Linked DNA regions of Urocitellus parryii: region 2 is linked to region 1. A link is a contact called in public Hi-C data. All regions are on one chromosome and are shown on one strand. The core of a region is the stretch at or near the end of the contact, and the rest is flanking DNA. Distances in the headings are between cores, read along the strand shown.

Region 1 (4,414 bases), core at 25-2,524:
TAAACAGGGATGAGAGGTGGGAGGGAAAGGGAGTGAGAAGGGAAATCGCATGGAAATGGAAGGCGATCCTCAGGGTTATACAAAAATGACATATAAGAGGAAAGGAGGGGTAAGACAAGATAATACAAATGGAAGAAATGATTTACAGTAGAAGGGGTAGAGAGAGAAAAGGGGAGGGGAGGGGGGATAGTAGAGAATAGGACAGACAGCAGAATACATCAGACACGAGAAAGGCAATATGTCAATCAATGGAAGGGTAACTGATGTGATACAGCAATCTGTATACGGGGTAAAATTGGGAGTTCATAACTCACCTGAATCAAACTGTGAGATATGATGTATTAAGAACTATGTAATGTTTTGAACGACCAACAATAAATAATAAAAAAAGAAGTCCTATGATTAATTGATTGATATAAATTAATTGATATAAATTAATTGATTGATATAAATATGTAGCCAGGCATGGTGGGGCTGAGGCAGGAGAAATGCAAGTTAAAGTTCAGCCTAGGCAATTTATTAAGTCTCCGTCTCAAAAATAAAAAATAAAAAGGACTGTAGATGCAGCTCAGTGGTTCAATTTATATATATGCATATGTATACACGTATGTATGTGTGCGTGTGTGTATGAAATATTAAGTCTAGAATTCTGGTCGCAGGGGGATAGGAGTTATCCCGCATGGGCTAAGGTACTGAGAGAGGGCACCAAAGTTCTGGGCCATGGTCTTTTCCCAGCAAAATAAAGGGAAAGGTCCCCTGGGCTGAGGCACATCTGCGGAAACGGGAGGCGGCCCGACAGCAGGAGGAAAGCACGGTTCAGAACCGCGCTGCTCGGGCCCCTAAATCAGCACAACCCTTCTTCTCTTCTTTCAGTTGAAAATGTCCACATTGAGACATTCCATCTTACATACGTCTCAGTTGAGTGGGGCTTTGGGTCTATCATCTCAGGGCACAAACACGGCATCCTCGGGACAAATCGTGAACTGGCGCGGTCCACCCACTCTGGGCGTCGCAGAACAGGCGGCGTCCGCCCGGGACCTCTGCGGGAAACCCTCCTGGCCCTCCACAGTCTTCCCGGCAGGACCTCGGCCCATCCCCACAGAAACTTCTAGAAACGCCTCCACTTGGATGCCATTAACATCACAAAGCGCAGCGCGAAACCCAGAGCAGGGCGACCACCTGGTTGCAGCTACTGAGGAGACGCCGCCCCGGCTCCTCCCGGCGGCCTCCGAGGGGCGGGGTTTCCGCTTCCGGCGGCGGATTGTTGACGCCTGCGGTGCTGCGGTGGCGACGGCGCTGTTGGGGAGGGGCCGCTGGGGGAGGGAAAGGCTCAGTGACAGGTACCGCGGAGGGTGCTGCTGAGGCGACGATGGCAGAGGGGCCCGAGGAAGCCCGAGGCCGCCCTCCCGGGCGGGAGGAAGGCGGAGGAGACCACGAGCCGGTCCCCTCCCCGAGTGGCCCCTCCGCCGCCGCCGTCGCCGCCGCTGCCCCCGGCTCCCGGGACGGGCCGCAGGCCGAGCCTCAGGCCCCGGGCCGGCCTCCAACCCCGGGCCCCGCGTCCGCCGCCGCCGAGGAGCCGGAGCCGCCGCGCGAGCCCCGGAATCGCAGGGAGGCGGCCGCGGGGCCGCCGGAGCCGGCGAGCTGCGACGCGCCCGAGGCCGCGGCGTCCCGGGAGAGGTCGGCGCGGCTGAGCGCCCGCGAGTACTCGCGGCAGGTGCACGAGTGGCTGTGGCAGTCGTACTGCGGCTACCTGACCTGGCACAGCGGCCTGGCCGCCTTCCCCGCCTACTGCGGCCCTCAGCCGCCGCCCAGCTACCCCGCGGCCGGCGCCACCTCCCCGGCCGCCGCGCCGCAGCTCGGCTACTACAACCCCTTCTACTTCCTGGGCGCCGGGGCCGCGGGGCCCGAGGCGGCGGCGGCGGCGGCGGCAGCGGCGGGCATCGCCACCCCGGCTCCGGTTGCGGGCTTGGGGCCGCGGGTTGCTCCCGTGCCTGGGACGGTCCGGGCGACACCAGTGACAAGAGTAGGAACCGCGGTGCCTGCGCGGACGGCGAGCGACGCCGCGCGGCAGGCGGGTGAGAGGCGCGGGGTCGTGGGCCGCCTGGGGTCGTAGGCCGCCCGGGGTCGTGGGCCGCGGTGCCCGGCGCCCGAACGGGTTCCCTCACCCGGGGCCACGGCGCCCCGCGCGCAGCGAATCCCTCGTTGGTAGGCCGCTGCGCTCAGCCGCAGCCCCCGAGGGGGAGACCCCTGGCCCGACGGCCGGCCTGGGCCCCCGATGGCGGGACCGCGCGTCGGGGAGGGTCGCAGACCGAGAGGAGGGATGACTTCGGGCCTGGCCTACTGACCCAAGGCCCTGTGCACCTCGGGGTGGACTAGAATACGCCGAGTTCGTTAAAGCGAATCCTGTGCATGGCCGAGCACTGGTGGATGCCAGAACACGACCCCTGACAGAATTAGGTTGGGAGGTTGATATCAGGGCTTTTTTTGTTGTTGTTTTGTTTTTGTTTTTTAATAGAAAGCAAAACTAAATGAAAGTAGCATGTGGGATATAGGGATTTACTTAATACTAGTTGTCCATTCTTAACCTTGATTTTTACTACAAGTGTTAGATTTTGTTTCCTGTATGTGATCATCTAGTTCTTCTAGTCCCTAGTGCAATGTATTGGGCACTCTAGTCATTAGCTAAGAAATCAAATTTTAAACATTAAGGTGAAAGCAAATTGTAAGCTAACTAGTCTTATATAAATACTCTCTAAATAGTTGTTACATTTAATAGTACCCTTATGGAATCAATACCTGATAATTGCTTCAGGTTATATATTTTTTAGAATTATTAAGTTGTGCCCTGACTTTGCTTTTCCCCCTCATTATCTGACTTTGGTTCCCAGATATGAAGTGATTGGGTTTCCTAACTTGATTTGTTTTTTTAATTTGCAGGCAGAGAGTATGTTATTCCATCCTTGGCCCACAGATTTATGGCAGAGATGGTGGATTTCTTTATTCTCTTCTTTATAAAAGCAACCATTGTCTTAACCATTATGCACCTCAGTGGAATAAAGTAAGTGAAGGACATTTGTAGAAAGGTTTTAGTTCTATTTTAGAGTCCCTTTGTTAAGTTCTGTTCAAGCCTGCAAGTGGCTATGTGGGTAATAGGTGTGCCATGGTCATGATTTCTTTATAAGAGCTTTGTTAGAGTTACTGTTTTTTGTTTTTGGTGGTGGTGGTAGTTTTAAAGAAATACCTATAAAGAAGAAAAAAAAATTTTTTTTTTTTTTTTTATAAATATTTATTTTTTAGTTCTCGGCAGACACAACATCTTTGTTGGTATGTGGTGCTGAGGATCGAACCCGGGTCGCACGCATGCCAGGCGAGCGCAATACCGCTTGAGCCACATCCCCAGCCCCAAGAAAAAAAAATTTAATAAACTTCTTTTAAAATTTCTGGTAATTTCACTGTTCAAAAGAAGGTAAAAGAACCTTCCGGGGCTGGGGATGTGGCTCAAGCGGTAGCGCGCTCGCCTGGCATGCGTGCGGCCTTCCAAATCTCATTTGTTCAACTATTCTCTGAGGACAGGAATTAATTTTCCTCTTACTATCCTGTGGAGTCTCCATAGACAAAGACATGAAGAGAACTGGCAGGTGACTATTAGTAATAAACTAGTGACATTTCCAGATGGGATTGCTCATACTATCAGACAAATCCCGAGTGAACGGCCAAGCGAGGCATTTACTCATAATAATCATAACAGCAGTTACCACTTGCTAAGCACTGAGGCACTGAGCTTACCTCTGTGGGTTATAGACTGAAATTTGGGCTTATGAGAAGTTAAACCTAGAACTTAGTCATGAAAGTTAGCCGATGTGAACCTGAGTGTTACTGTGCTTCCTCCTTTTCCCTCCTCCTCACAAAACCACCCAATGCCAACTCCTGTGTGTCTAGTTTCTCCTGGATAGCTTGAGCCTGGACCGTTGCCTCCTCAGTGCCAGCTGCTTTGCCTCATCATGGTTTCTCCTTACTCCAGTCACTGTCATCTCTTGCTTGGATCATAGCCAGTCTCTTGTTTTATCTCAACTGAACCTCCTATGTAAAACCAAAGTGATCATAAATTCTGATTCTGCCCTCCCCTGCCTTAAAACCCTTTACTTGTTTCTCTTCACCAAGATAAAGTCTGAATTTCTTCATGTGATTTAACACATGCTCTTATTTCTTAATTACTGTCACTTCTCATACTTAATATCTGAGCCATATCAAACTGCTTATAACCTCCATCACACACTCTTGCTCCACAGCTTTCTCTCCTACTGTTCACTTTCCCTGGAATTGTCTTCTACCTTAGTCTGGCTAACTTCTTTTCATCCTTCAGATCCTAGCTTACGTGTCATTCACAAGGTTAAGTGTAACTGAAATGTTTCCC
Region 2 (4,538 bases), core at 1,597-4,096, 370 kb after region 1:
CCCTTTCCTCCTGGTCGAGTTCTCTGCCTCCATGTCTGATCACCCCTGCTCTCCTTCATCACCTCGGCTCCCCAGGCTTCCTGCGGGGATCACTTCTTCCTGCCCATCGCAAAGCTCTCCAGTGTCTCGACTCTCTGGGGGTTCAGTGTGACATGATTCAAGCTCCTCCATCAGCTTGCTTTAAAGAACAAACCCGGAAGACACATTTAAGGGTGGGGAGAAGGGAATTGCCCTGGAATCCCTGTTTGGAATGCACTGACGAACGTGGCCCAGGGAGCCTCAACTTTACTATTTAATGCTGTATTCTGGGCACTAAGAGCAAAAATGGGCCTTTGCGCACCTGCTCGGGAGCCCGGCTCTCTCTTTTAGCTCACAATCCCTTGGAACATATCTTACTCATAATTTCAGGGCTACTTTAGAAGGGACATCTTAGCTACTAAAACTCTGCATAATGGGACACTATTTTTGTGGATAAATCATCTGTTATTATTTAAAGCAAACTCTGACCTTTCAAGAGCAATATTTTTTCCATGAGACAATGTTTTTCTCTGCTGCGTTTGAAGGGCCAGTTATTTGGTATTATTCCAATATCCCTACACTCTAGGATAGTCGTATTAGCTGAAAAAAAAAAAAAAACCAGAAAGAAAGAAAACATTTGATTCTAAAGGAGCAGCTACTTCACCCATTCATGGACTCAATTGCAACATTAGGGCATTATCTGGGTCGGGGATAAACTTCAATTCAAGAAGTATGTGAGTGTTTACCACTGTTCTAAAAGAATCAAGGGAAGTAGTTATCGAGTACACAGTGTTTGCTACGCGTGAGACCAATTTAAATTGCACAGAGTAAACCCACATCACAAAGTGCTTCAGGTACCACCTACTATAAAGTGGCAAGCAAATTATGTTGACTTGTCTCCTTATTAACATAAAAGAGGAAACATTCTGTCTCTCACTAGTTTGTAGTGTTCTGCAGGCCTCTGTCTGCCAACCAAGAGGCATGTTCTGAGTGCCTACAGATGAGGAGACACTGCTACTAAAAGTATACCTTTTCCACCAGGTCAATTGATTTTCTTATTCAAGTGACTCAAGAGCAGCAGTAACTTCATCTAATGTGGCATTAAAGGTGTGAAAAATGAGGCTCACTACAAAATCCTTTTTCTCCCCAACTCTCTAAAATCTTTTCTTTGTGCATCTAAAATAGTTACTTGTAAACAGAGTGCCCATAGCAACAATGCTCATTCACATATTTTCCCCACATTTGATATCTTATTTAAGAGCAAGGGGTTTGGAGTCAAGTTAAAATTGAGTTGATATTGTGACTATTACTGTAAGTAAATGTGATGTTAGGGAAGCCACTTAAGCTCTCTGGGTCTGTTTTCTTATCTCTAAAATGGGACTAATAGTAGAAATTACCTCACTGGCTATTAAGAATTAAGTGAAATAATATTTGCAAATTTCTTAGGACTGGGAGTATACATTCAATAAGGCTGGATTTAATTATTATTCTTTAATAACTGGCCCAGCTTTTGTAATTCTGCCAGGCAGTTTCCATGGATGAGTCAAGTGACTTATCCAGGGTTAAACAATTCGCTAGTGACAGCACAAGGTCTTCTGACTCCAGGCCCCAGGATCCCCGCCTCACCCCATTACCCCCAGTCAGCTTTATAGACTTTTACAGAATGAGATGCAGTATCCAGCACAAGAAGAGAATTCTCCTTGGTGAAGGTCAGTGCCACAGGATGGGAAAGGCCCTCAGTGACCATGGGCTTCAATCCTGGGAACTCTTCAGGTTTTCCTAAGCACAGGATAGCTGGACCTGAGGTATCTGTCACGACCACATTCCCCTGGTGATCAAAGGTCACAGCTGAAGCAGTAACTCTGGAGGGAAAGAAGAGGCTCAGCCCAAAGGTATCCACCTGGCCGATCAGTTGCATACTTGAGCTAAACACCTTCACCCTGGTACTGCAGGTCCCGGGTCCCAGGGCCAACGGGTGCTCTAGGACCGCCACAGCCCCAGTGAGCCAAGACACTGCCACCCCTCGGGGACTGCTCAGATGAGCTTGCAACCTTTCTGTTCTCTGAAGGGCTCCTTCCAGGAAGTCGACTTCCAGCAGGTGCAGAGACCCTCCTTCTGCATCGGTTACCAGGACCCCATTCTGAGGGGTGGTCTCCACACCCCAAGGTAAGGAGAACTGGCCTCCGATGACGAGCTTGATCTGGCCAAAAAAATCAAACACTTTGATGGAGCGGTCGCCAGCATCGGTGACAACCACGTGGCAGTCATTGGTGACGGTGACGTCCAGTGGGTACCTAATGTCTTGGGCGGCGTCCCCTCTCTCTCCAAATTGATGCACACATCCTCCCCCTGAGTCAAAGATCTTGACCCGCCTCTTGCCGTCGTGCACCACCACGACCCGTCCCGTCTTGGGACAAAGTGCCAGACCCGTGGGGTTGACCAGGGTCCCCCACCCGCCAAAGGCGTGGTGGCAGCTAAGGGCCCCGGGGATGCAGGGGGCGGCGCAGGGGGCAGCTGGGGACCGGTGAAGGGTGGAGCCCAGGAGCTCCAGCAGGTGCAGCACCGGCAGGCAGTCGCTGGTGTCGCAGGCGCGGCAGGCTCGCCGGCAGAAGGGGCACTCGAGGGCCAGGGTCCGCGGGTGTGCCAGGGCGGCCACGCAGGCCAGGCAGACCACGTGGCCGCAGGCCAGGTTGCGCGGGCGCCGCTGCTGGCTGTGGCCGAACCTCTCAAAGCACACCTTGCACTCGAGCAGGCTGATCTCGGCCTCGCGCACCAGCTCCCGCGGCGTCCCCCCGCCGCCCGAGGCCTCCTCCCCCATGGCGCGCTGTCCCCGGCTGGACGCTGCCCCCGCGCAGCCCGCGGTCACGGCCACTGGGCGGGGCGTCCGCCCTGACGTCAGCGCCGCGGGTGGCTGACCGCGACCTACCGCCCCCTGGTGGGCGCGCGGCGTTTCTGCCTGTGTGGACGTTTCCGGGGCGAATTCACGTGCGCATTTTTTGTGCAGACCGGTAACCCTCAGCCGTGGGTGGATCCCCTGCATTTAACAGGGGAGGAAGCACAGCCATAGAGGACAGGGTGTCCCTGTTCTGCAGCCCATGAAGGACAAAGCAGGAAGTAGAACCCAGTATTCCAGCGCTGGAGTCCCATGGTCCCTTCATGTGAGGTGTGACCCGGCTGGGAGAACACAGACGCGTCAAGGTTAAAACTCTCAGAAAGTGAGAAGGGGTGCGCACTTCTTTGGTGTGTTTTAAGACGTTTGTAGTAAAGCAGATGTTTCCTGAATATTTATAAAATGAATTTGCATGCGGAAGAAGGAAGGTTATAGGACAATACTCCAACACACTAAGCTTGTGACTTTCAGATGGAGAGCCACGGCTGAGAGTGCCTTCCAGAGGAAGAAATATAAAATGATAAAGCTGTTAACAATTACTATAGAAATTTGCTCCATGCATGCCTTTTTTATAAAAAGGGTTTACATAGGTTATCTCTTTTAAACCTCATGACAATCCTATATGGTGTATTATTTTCATCACTCATTTTCTACAATAGAGTTCATAGAGGTTCAATATCATGTCTAGGGTCACATGGCTAGCAAGTGGCTGAGCTTCATCCCCGGAGATTTAGCTGCTCTGGGGTGTGGTCTGGGCTGCTGGGAATTGTAAAGGCCCCCCAGCTGATTATAACATACAGTCACGTCTGAGAACCAATGCACTATGGTGAGTCCATCAAATACCAACAGGTTCCAGTATTCCAATCTCAGGTAGGATTGAAAGCAAAAAAAAATCTATTACAGTCTTCCATTTGCAGGATGTTTTTACCCAAATGTCTTACTCGAACAAGGCCCTTGACATTCTGTTCACTTAGAGATCCCAATCATAACCAGTGACCCTTTTATTTCCTAGACTTCTGAGAACACAGGGTTCTATCACCTGTTAAAACCCTGGGAGAGAAACTTAATGTAAGAAAGAACATTTCCTTATTACTTGTTACATGATTCAAAGATTGTATATTAGAATACCACAACCAACTAGTTCCGTAATTTCAGAATACATTTCCATTCCAACTAAATTATCCACTAAAAACACACCCAACAGAGAGTTCTTCCAGAAGTAATTTCTTAGTGAAGAAATGCCATTCAGAACATCAAAAAATGGAATATTTTTAGAAACAGTGTTGCCTAATAGAAATATGAGTGCTACATTATATCATGCTATTTTTTTGTCGCCACACTTTATAAAAGAATCTAGTGATGTTAATTTAAGTGTCTATTTTATTTAACCCCAAATATACAAATATTGTCACTTTGATTTTTTTTTAATCATTACAAAAAATATCAACGAGATGTTATACTCTTTCTTTTGTGTGTCATAAGTAAAATCCAGTGTGTATTGTTCACTTACAGCACATTCCAGTTCAGATTAGCTCCCTTTCAAGTGCTCATTAGTCACACGTGGCCAGTGGCAGTCACACAAGGCTGGCTGCTACCCTCAGAGCAGCACAAATGCAGGCCAGGTCTGTGC

What was found. Hi-C and Micro-C count contacts between places; a contact is called where the count stands out from the background.
Region 2: a Hi-C map of muscle shows a contact between it and region 1, with 4 times the contacts expected there. The contact joins the promoter of Nhlrc1 here to the promoter of Fam8a1 in region 1. A contact is called at or near these places in 2 of 2 Hi-C or Micro-C datasets (liver and muscle).

The regions. Positions count from the first base shown.
Region 1 is chr8:146,989,407-146,993,820 of mUroPar1.hap1, forward strand. It overlaps Fam8a1 (family with sequence similarity 8 member A1), which reads left to right and starts at 1,275. Exons shown (of 5, transcript XM_026402180.2): 1 at 1,275-2,075; 2 at 2,938-3,058. The coding sequence starts at 1,370.
Region 2 is chr8:147,357,115-147,361,652 of mUroPar1.hap1, forward strand. It overlaps Nhlrc1 (NHL repeat containing E3 ubiquitin protein ligase 1), which reads right to left and starts at 2,847. Exons shown (of 1, transcript XM_026402195.2): 1 at 1,511-2,847. The coding sequence starts at 2,836. The coding sequence ends at 1,649.